2 separate regions of the Mus musculus genome follow, and region 2 is linked to region 1. The links are chromatin contacts, called in public Hi-C maps. All regions are on one chromosome and are shown on one strand. The core of a region is the stretch at or near the end of the contact, and the rest is flanking DNA. Distances in the headings are between cores, read along the strand shown. Region 1 has its middle 600 kb from the start of 5031426D15Rik. Region 2 has its middle 69 kb from the start of Gm30904.

Region 1 (4,660 bases), core at 1,254-3,753:
TACATTGTTGTTTCCTAATTTGAACTCGGGTCCTTGTACTTGCGGGTGGCTCCTGCCTACCCACTTAGCCACCTCTCCAGCACCACCACAGCAGAAACAAATGCTAGTGATGAGACAAAACTAAATAAAGACATAAATGGAGTAATTAGGAAGAGAATCCAACAGGAAAAGAAAGCCATTAATAAAGATACCTAAGGACCCCTCCGGGATACAACTTGAAAGCAATAGAACTGGGAGGAGGGACACTGCTTACAAAATCAGGGAGGACCTGTGTGGATTTGATCAGGTATGTATAGTCTATGTTTTCTCTTATAACTCTGCCCTCTCCTATATATCATATTAAAAACTCCATCACATAATGGATTAACTAAACTATGCCAGTACAATTAAAATTCATGGAGACATTAGGTGGTACTTGTGTGCTTCTTCTTTGGGTCAGTCACATGCTAGTAGCATTTGCTAATTCCTGCTAAGGAGCAACTTTCTAAAATGTCAGGAGTGAGTATAAAAGTAGCCCATCCCATAACCTCATTTATTCGTTTCTGCAATTCAGGCAGCTTTCTTCAACATCACGATGTGTGACCAGGATTTTTCTTTTATGGTAACATGGCAGATGCAGGCAGGATTGAAAACCTTCAGTGTCTTACATATGGTTTGGAAACAAAATGCAGCAACCCATCTTGGTACCCATGCAGGACTCCTTTGTGTTCAGAGTTGCCTCTGAAGTTATTTTCGGAACATCGTATGGATTTTTCGTTGAAACATCTGTGTTAACTTTTATTATCCCTGGTCTGCTTTGTAATTTTGGAAACAGATATAAAGAATGAGCAACCCAAAGCACAGTAATATAGTGGGAAGCATCCTTCATAAGTCAATTGAGGAATTTAATAATCTCTTTAGAAATAAGCTCTGCAGCTATGAGAAAAATGTGTGGGTTAAAGGCCTTCCAATTAAGAAAGGTTTCTCTGTGGATTTATAGGCTGGTGGTTCACTCTTCCTGTTCGTGTTTCCATAGCAACTGTCAGGTAGATTTTCTGCTACTTGCTAGGAAGTTGGAAATGTTGAGTCTGGTTGAGCCTTTTCAATTCAGTGAAGCTTAAATGAAATTCTTTGCAAGGAACTGGCATTTAGCCTGGGTCATTTATTCATATCTAGAAGGAAAAAAATCAATTATAGTAATCAAATGTGCAAATTTTTTATTGGTATTATTTTGGGTACATATTTTGTGCTGTAATCTATTTTTAATGCCAGGGTGCTAAAGGTTTTAAGGCTGCAGCTGGCCTCTTTGCTTTCTGATGGCTTGTGGCTTTAATTACAGCCCAAGACATAGGAAGGCATGCCTTTTTTTGGTCTATTTTTTTGCAAGCTATAATCACCCCTGGTGATATTCAGAAGCGCACGAGGATCCAGAAGGCTCATTAGTTTGAGACACCTATACTGCACAAAACACTGTGTACAACCTTTTATTCTTTTTATTTTTCTTGTTCCATTGGTTATTTGGATTAAAGCCTGGGGATATAAATAATGTAGATGCTATTATTTAAACTTCTTGTGAGTACAGTGTCTTCGTTTTCCCTTCAGATTAAACCCAGTTGGGCGTCACTCTCTGTGGTTAATTTCAACCCACATTGACTGATGCCTGACAGCTCCACGTAGGATGGTCTCCTTTAATCCTTGAAAAGGGAAAAGAAAAGAAAGAAAGAAATATCAAGCCTGTAGGAGGGCAAAGGGAGGAGCGCTTTATGTAACATCCAACATGTGCCACACAAAGGACAGACATCTGAGGGCCATTACTCAATGTGTCTTTTTGTTAGCCTCTTTGCTCACTGGCGCACAAACATCAGTTTCTACAGAAAATAAGGTGCAGTCTTTACCTCACAGGGTCCTGGGGTTTTGTCTGCCATCTTCTCTGTGAACGCTTCCTCTGTCATTTACAAACGTGCCTTCAGAGAGATATTTCAGAGCCTTTCGTTCTGTCCCTATTCTTTTCTCTTGTCATTTATATGGCACACTTCTATCTATTATGTTGACAGTTCATAATGCTATAATTGACTATTGGTAATAATACAAGGAAAGGCAGGGAAAGAGTATGGCAGAGACAGAAACAGGAAGACAGACAGAGAGAGAGAGAGAGAGAGAGAGAGAGAGAGAGAGAGATTTTAATTCAAAGTTGAAATGTTCTTTTTTTTTTTTTTTTTTTTTTTTTTCCTCCTCTATGGTCTAGAAACTGTGCTTTCTTCTGTTAAGCTAAATAAAAACTTTCTCAGGAGAGCAATTGAAGTCGAAGGAAGCTCAGCCTTCAGTCGCTCTGCTAGGAAGTGGAAATGAAGTTGCTCAGCCCCGTTCTCAACTTTATTTACTCTAAAAGGTGGGCAATTTTCTCTTAGAATCAATTGTATTTGGAGCTGCGTGGCTCTCTCAGAGGAAGATGGATCTGTACTCAGGAGCAGAGAGAGGAGGAGGGCTCTGTTCAGGATCCTTGTGGCTGAGGGCTGAGAGATGAGCTGAGTTACAGAGAGGCACTACAGCATATGGATGTATAAACACAGAAATCGTCTGGCAAGACACAGACATGCTGACTCATGCTTTTGTCCATGAATAGCGAGTCACTATTGGGAAAGTAAGAAAGCTGGAAGTCCCCTCTCGGGAGCAGTAGGAGCTCACAGTGCCCAGAGGATCGAAGTCATGTCCTCCTCCTTGCCCACTCTGCCCCCATTTGTACATCAGGTGGGAACTCTCCTCCACTGGCTCTCCCACCAAAGCAGATGCCTAGCTGGGAATGGAACAGCATTTGAGGAAGACACCTATCCTACCCAAGGCTCCATGTTAGCTGAGTATGCTGTTAGTTAAGTAATTGTCCCTATAGTCTTAACTCTCTGATCCTTATGACCACTCTTGCGCAATGAACTCGAAGCTTCCTATTTGGCTCAAGCTCTATTCTTACAAACTTTTGCACTTAGAATAACAGAAAGCCACTGCCTCCTAATTAGCTTCACTGAGAGACACCCTTCTTAGGATTCTAGCAAATCCACCTTGAGGGTTTTTTTTTTTTTTTTTTTGATTTTTTTTGTTTTTTCATTTCTCTAAGGATTCTTTGGTACAGCAATGACATGGGTAGAATTGTATCTCTGTTGGGTCCCCATAGTCCCATGTTTCAAAAAGCTTAGGGAAAACACAAATTCTAGAGTTCCAACCCAGTCAAAGAAACATAGTGAAATTCTGTCTCAAAATAGAGCCACAACAAATATTATACATTTTTCTTTATCAAATACTATATTAAACACTAATGCAAAACTAATTTTCAAAAGCAGACCCTACAAAAATCAGGTATTCATGGATGTTTTTGTATTTTTGTAGACCACTTTTAAAATGCTTATCATTGTTTTTGCAGAATAGACTGGACTAAAACAGTTTTCATTTTACCTTTTCAGTGATTAAAGCTAGGTGTTTGCATAGAATGGAAATCCTTAAAATTTTATCCCATGGCATATGAATTTTGAGAAGCTATACTTTATGTTAAGATTATGCCCAGAATAAATCTATTGTCTTAAAAAAAAAAAAAGAATCAAATAGGCAGGAGCAATTCTGGTTCAGGAATTTTGACTGTGGGTTAGTAACCCTTTCCCTCTATTTGAGATTCTGTCTATCTACTGGAGGTGGTCTCTTTCCCCATTGTTGGGCATTTTAGCTAAGGTCATACACACACACACACACACACACATATCCAAGGAATCAGAAGATCAGCTATCTCAACTAACCCAGATCCCTGGGAGTTCCCAGAGACTGAGTCACAAACCAGACAGCATACATGGGCTGATCTGAGGCCCCTGTCACATATACAGCAGAGGTCTACCTGATCTGGCCTCAGTGGGAGAAGGTCACTTAATCCTTGAGAGCCTTGAGGCCCCAGGGAAGGAGGAGGCCTGGTAGTGGGGGAGCAACTTGCTTCTCTGAGGCAAGGGGGAGGAGGAATAAGATGAGGAACTGTGGCAGGTGGAGGGAGGGGAGCAGCTACTGGAATATAAATAAATAAAATAATTTAAATAAAAAAGAATAAACTAAAACTGTCTTTAGCTATATACATACAAAGCTCACTCTGAATGATTCACTTCCTCCATTAAGGCTCCCTCAGCACTCCATAAGTGCTGAAAGTACCATACCCTCCTTAAGTAGCAGCACTAGCAGCAGAAAGAGCAACTGGATACCAAGTATTTAAATACATGAAACTAAGGCCAACATTCATCATTCAAACCACAACAAAAACAAAGTAAACATAAGCAGCAACAACATAAACAGCAGATAAAATCATTAGATGCAAGTAAAATCTCAACAGGCGAGTCCAGCACTCAAAAACTGTTTGATAAATATTAGCTTACAGAATTGGCATTGTCAAATGTCTTCTGTTGTCACAAAGAGCTCAGAGCTGAAACCCTACAGACACCTGTTGAGATCTCTTCTCTGCCATGTGATCATAAGTAACCTTTAAAATTAATGGAACCTGCTTCTCGGTGGTAAAGCAAAGGAAGTCACACCGGGTTCCTATGCCATTACAGGGACATCTAGCATGTACTTCCTGCCTCCCTCTTTGCACTAGTGTTCTCTTCTGACTGATTAGCATGTTGATTCCTTAAATATCTTAATTATTCTTATGATAAACTTA
Region 2 (4,660 bases), core at 872-3,371, 750 kb before region 1:
CTAAACACTTTAAATTCCTTTGCCCTGGATTTCTGTGCAATAAAACATGGAACCATGAATCAAAAAATTCCCTTTTCTGTTAAGTTGATTTTATCAGGCTATTTTTATCACACCAACATAAAACAAAACTAAGATTTGGACATCTTACATAACTATGATGTTATCAGATCTGAATGAATACTCCTAAGATAAATGATAAAATCTACAAACATCTTTCAAATTTTGCCAGGATTACATGTACCTGCCACAGTACAATTGTGTGGATAGAGTTCTCTGTAATCATATTCCAAGATCAGTATATCTACTTCCATAATAAAAATGTAGTGGCATTCACCACTGTAAAATACCTCACAATATTATTTTACAAATATCCTTCCCTTAAGGATACAGACTTAGAAATATAACCTTGGCATAAAATTGCCTGCTTTAGAGGATCTGTTATAAGTGTCTTTTAAGAAGTATCTATATGGCTTAGCTCCAATAACTATGAAAATACTTTATATTCTTGCAAAAAAAGTTTTATTCTGGCACATTACATTACAGTAATGGCAAAGATTTCCCATTGCTTTTAGGCTTCTATAAGGCAAAGACAGGTAGCACTTGCAAGAGGAAACATGTCCAACTCATGGACAGAAGCTAAAGCTACAAATAAAAGACCTTTAGAAAAACACTCTCAGTGACCCAAACTTTATGTTTTAAAATCAGTAAAAGAGCATGAAGAAAAGACATTAGTGCTTTAGCAAGACTGATATGATCGAGCTCATCCTTTGCATGGAACAAGAAGCTCCTCTCACAGTGAAAGAGAAAAAAAAAGGAAGTTTCTTCCACAAGGGGAATTGTAAGATTTACCAGGCATTTCTTTTCTTTCTTTCTTTCTTTTAAATTAGATATTTTCTTCATTTACATTTCAAACGCTATCCCCTTTCCTAGTTTCCTCTCTGAAAGTCCCCTATACCCTCTTCCTACCCTGCTTCCCAACCCACCTACTCCTGCTTCAAGGTCCTGGCATTCCCCTGTACTGGGACATATAATCTTCGCAAGACCAAGCGACTTTCCTCCCATTAGCAGGCATTTCTGTACAGCAGGTCTCTTACTGAGGCATCTTTCTTCACAATCAGATCCTGAGATTCTCAGACTTGGGAAGAGAGCAGGAAGGTCATAGTACCAACACTAACTTGGACTTTGTCCTCTCTCTCTCTCTCTCTCTCTCTCTCTCTCTCTCTCTCTCTCTCTCTCTCTCTCCCTCTGTGTGTGTGTGTGTTTGTGTGTGTGTGTGTGTGTGTGTGTGTGTGTGTGTGTGTGTGTGTGTGTGTCTTTGCACCATATAAGTGTTCACATGTGTAGCCACATGTATGGAAGTGCGGTGGGTGCATATAGATATATTTATGTGAGTGTGGAAATAAGAGTTTGACACAAGATATCTTCCTCAATAGCACTCCATCTTATTTTTTAAGACAGGGTCTCTCACTGATTCTGGCTAGACTGGGTCCTAGCACTGGGTTTTTACCATCTCACTGCCATGGCCCACTTTTCTGTGGACCTTGAGATGTAACTCAGGTCCTTATGCTTGCACAATGTGAACTACTTTACTGCACTGCCTTCCTCACACTTTAGAGGTTGCCTTTTCTTTTAGAGATTTCAGATTCATATCAAAAGGACTTTTCTTTTGGTGTATGGCAACAAAACTGGGGTCAGACATCTGGGTCACAATCACTAACCATGTCCTATTGTAATCAGTCCCATACTGTCACATGTCAGGTGAATATGGTGTGTGCAGAATATGGGAAATGTTGGGCCAGGAAGGAGCCTGCACTAAGTATCTTCTCTGACAATCTTCTATTACTGAACAATGGATACAGAAGTTGTCTTAAATGTCAGCTGTGAGCTTAGATCTTCAGGCTTTAGAAATGACCATGAGGTTGTTGTAACTGGGCCAAGACTGGTGTGACCACTTGAAGCATGCTAATACCTCTCTTTGTCTTCAACCAACAGACAGTGGAGCTGGTACTTATTCAAGAAAGTGTTATGTGAGGAACAAAGTCTTTTTTACTGTCCTTGTGAGTGAGTCATTGAAAAGAAGTTTTGTGTAATGAGTCAGGCAAGACTAAGAGGTGATGCATCTCTTCATAATTCCCCAACTCTTTTAAAAATATGTCATTTTCTTTACTGATGCTGCACATAAGCAGGTAACCAGAATGTATTAATATATGTGGAGGGGAGGAAGAAAGTTGCAAATGGATGTCTGCGATGGTGAGTCATGGTGTGGCTAATACAGGGTATATTATGTTCTTTTCCTCTTTAGATGGACACTAATGGCAGAAGAACCATCTGCCTCTTTGATGCTAACTGTCCTAAATCTAAAAGGAGCTGTTTATTTAAAATAAAGACCATCATCCTGAGATCATAATAATCAGAGTGTGGGATGGCTGGATCCTAGGCAAGAAACATAAAAAGATCTCTATAACATTCAGAGATGTACATGACATCTGTGCTTTTTTTTTTTTTTTTTTTTTTTGCAGATTTAAATTATATAGTCAGACTTGGCTTCAAATTCCAGCTCCAAAACTAGGTACAATGTGGTCTTAAAAATTACATAACTGTTCTAACTTTGATTTTACCATCAGCAAAGTGATTCTGCTAGTGTCCCCTCAGTACTGTGGGGTAAAGTGCACTGGAGTGGCCAGCAATAGTCTAGTAGACAGTCAATGAATTTCCTGCCATGTCAGTAAAATTTTCAACATTATTAAGCTAACCACAATGTATTCACTGAAGGATGTGTGAGTATATAATCCCTTTTTTAAAAATCCTCATCCTGAGAAGGATGAAACATTTGAATGTGTTTTACTTCCTGAACTCCATGAAAACTAGAGAGCTAACATATTTTAGATAGTCTATTCAGCCTGAGCCTTTATCTTAATTTGACTATTACTAGTATTACTAGCTGCATTGCTTCAGAGAAAGTGCTAGATTTTTTTTCCATTTTTAATTAGGTATTTAGCTCATTTACATTTCCAATGCTATACCAAAAGTCCCCCATACCCACCCACCCCCACTCCCCTACCCACCCACTCCCCCTTTTTGGCCCTGGCATTCCCCTGTACTGGGGCATATAAAGTTTGCGTGTCCAATGGGCCTCTCTTTCCAGTGATGGCCGACTAGGCCATCTTTTGATACATATGCAGCTAGAGTCAAGAGCTCCGGGGTACTGGTTAGTTCATAATGTTGTTCCACCTATAGGGTTGCAGATCCCTTTAGATCCTTGGCTACTTTCTCTAGCTCCTCCATTGGAAACCCTGTGATCCATCCATTAGCTGACTGTGAGCATCCACTTCTGTGTTTGCTAGGCCCCGGCATAGTCTCACAAGAGACAGCTACATCTGGGTCCTTTCGATAATATCTTGCTAGTATATGCAATGGTATCAGCATTTGGATGCTGATTATGGGATGGATCCCTGGATATGGCAGTCTCTACATGGTCCATCCTTTCATCTCAGCTCCAAACTTTGTCTTTGTAACTCCTTCCATGGGTGTTTTGTTCCCAATTCTAAGGAGGGGCATAGTGTCCACACTTCAGTCTTCATTTTTCTTGAGTTTCATGTGTTTAGGAAATTGTATCTTATATCTTGGGTATCCTAGGTTTGGGGCTAATATCCACTTATCAGTGAGTACATATTGTGTGAGTTCCTTTGTGAATGTGTTACCTCACTCAGGATGATGCCCTCCAGGTCCATCCATTTGGCTAGGAATTTCATAAATTCATTCTTTTTAATAGCTGAGTAGTACTCCATTGTGTAGATGTACCACATTTTCTGTATCCATTCCTCTGTTGAGGGGCATCTGGGTTCTTTCCAGCTTCTGGCTATTATAAATAAGGCTGCTATGAACATAGTGGAGCATGTGTCCTTCTTACCAGTTGGGGCATCTTCTGGATATATGCCCAGGAGAGGTATAGCTGGATCCTCCAGTAGTACTATGTCCAATTTTCTGAGGAATTGCCAGACTGATTTCCAGAGTGGTTGTACAAGCCTGCAATCCCACCAACAATGGAGGAGTGTTCCTCTTTCTCCACATCCACGCCATCATCTGCTGTCACCTGAATTTTTGATCTTAGCCATTCTGACTGGTGTGAGGTGGAATCTCAGGGTTGTTTTGATTTGCATTTCCCTGATGATTAAGGATGTTGAACATTTTTTCAGGTGCTTCTCTGCCATTCGGTATTCCTCAGGTGAGAATTCTTTGTTCAGTTCTGAGCCCCATTTTTTAATGGGGTTATTTGATTTTCTGAAGTCCACCTTCTTGAGTTCTTTATATATGTTGGATATTAGTCCCCTATCTGATTTAGGATAGGTAAAAATCCTTTCCCAATCTGTTGGTGGTCGTTTTGTCTTATTGACGGTGTCTTTTGCCTTGTAGAAACTTTGGAGTTTCATTAGGTCCCATTTGTCAATTCTCGATCTTACAGCACAAGCCATTGATGTTCTGTTCAGGAAAATTTCCCCTGTGCCCATATCTTCAAGGCTTTTCCCCACTTTCTCCTCTATAAGTTTCAGTGTCTCTGGTTTTATGTGAAGTTCCTTGATCCACTTAGATTTGACCTTAGTACAAGGAGATAAGTATGGATCGATTCGCATTCTTCTACACGATAACAACCAGTTGTGCC

Evidence for each region. A called contact is a pair of places that touch in the nucleus more often than the background predicts.
Region 2: a contact with region 1 is called in a Hi-C map of cortical neurons, with 3 times the contacts expected there. The contact joins two enhancer-like sites. A contact is called at or near these places in 2 of 484 Hi-C or Micro-C datasets (cerebral cortex and cortical neurons).

Annotation. Positions count from the first base shown.
Region 1 is chr2:7,527,729-7,532,388 of GRCm38.p6, reverse strand. No RefSeq gene overlaps it. Among named protein-coding and RNA genes, the nearest start is that of 5031426D15Rik, 600 kb to the right of the region's middle. Within about 2 kb of position 2,503, at least 30 of the 459 cell types and tissues checked have an H3K27ac peak or open chromatin away from gene starts, as enhancers often do. A contact at or near this core is called in cortical neurons, where this site is marked.
Region 2 is chr2:8,273,927-8,278,586 of GRCm38.p6, reverse strand. No RefSeq gene overlaps it. Among named protein-coding and RNA genes, the nearest start is that of Gm30904, 69 kb to the left of the region's middle. Within about 2 kb of position 2,121, at least 10 of the 459 cell types and tissues checked have an H3K27ac peak or open chromatin away from gene starts, as enhancers often do. A contact at or near this core is called in cortical neurons, where this site is marked.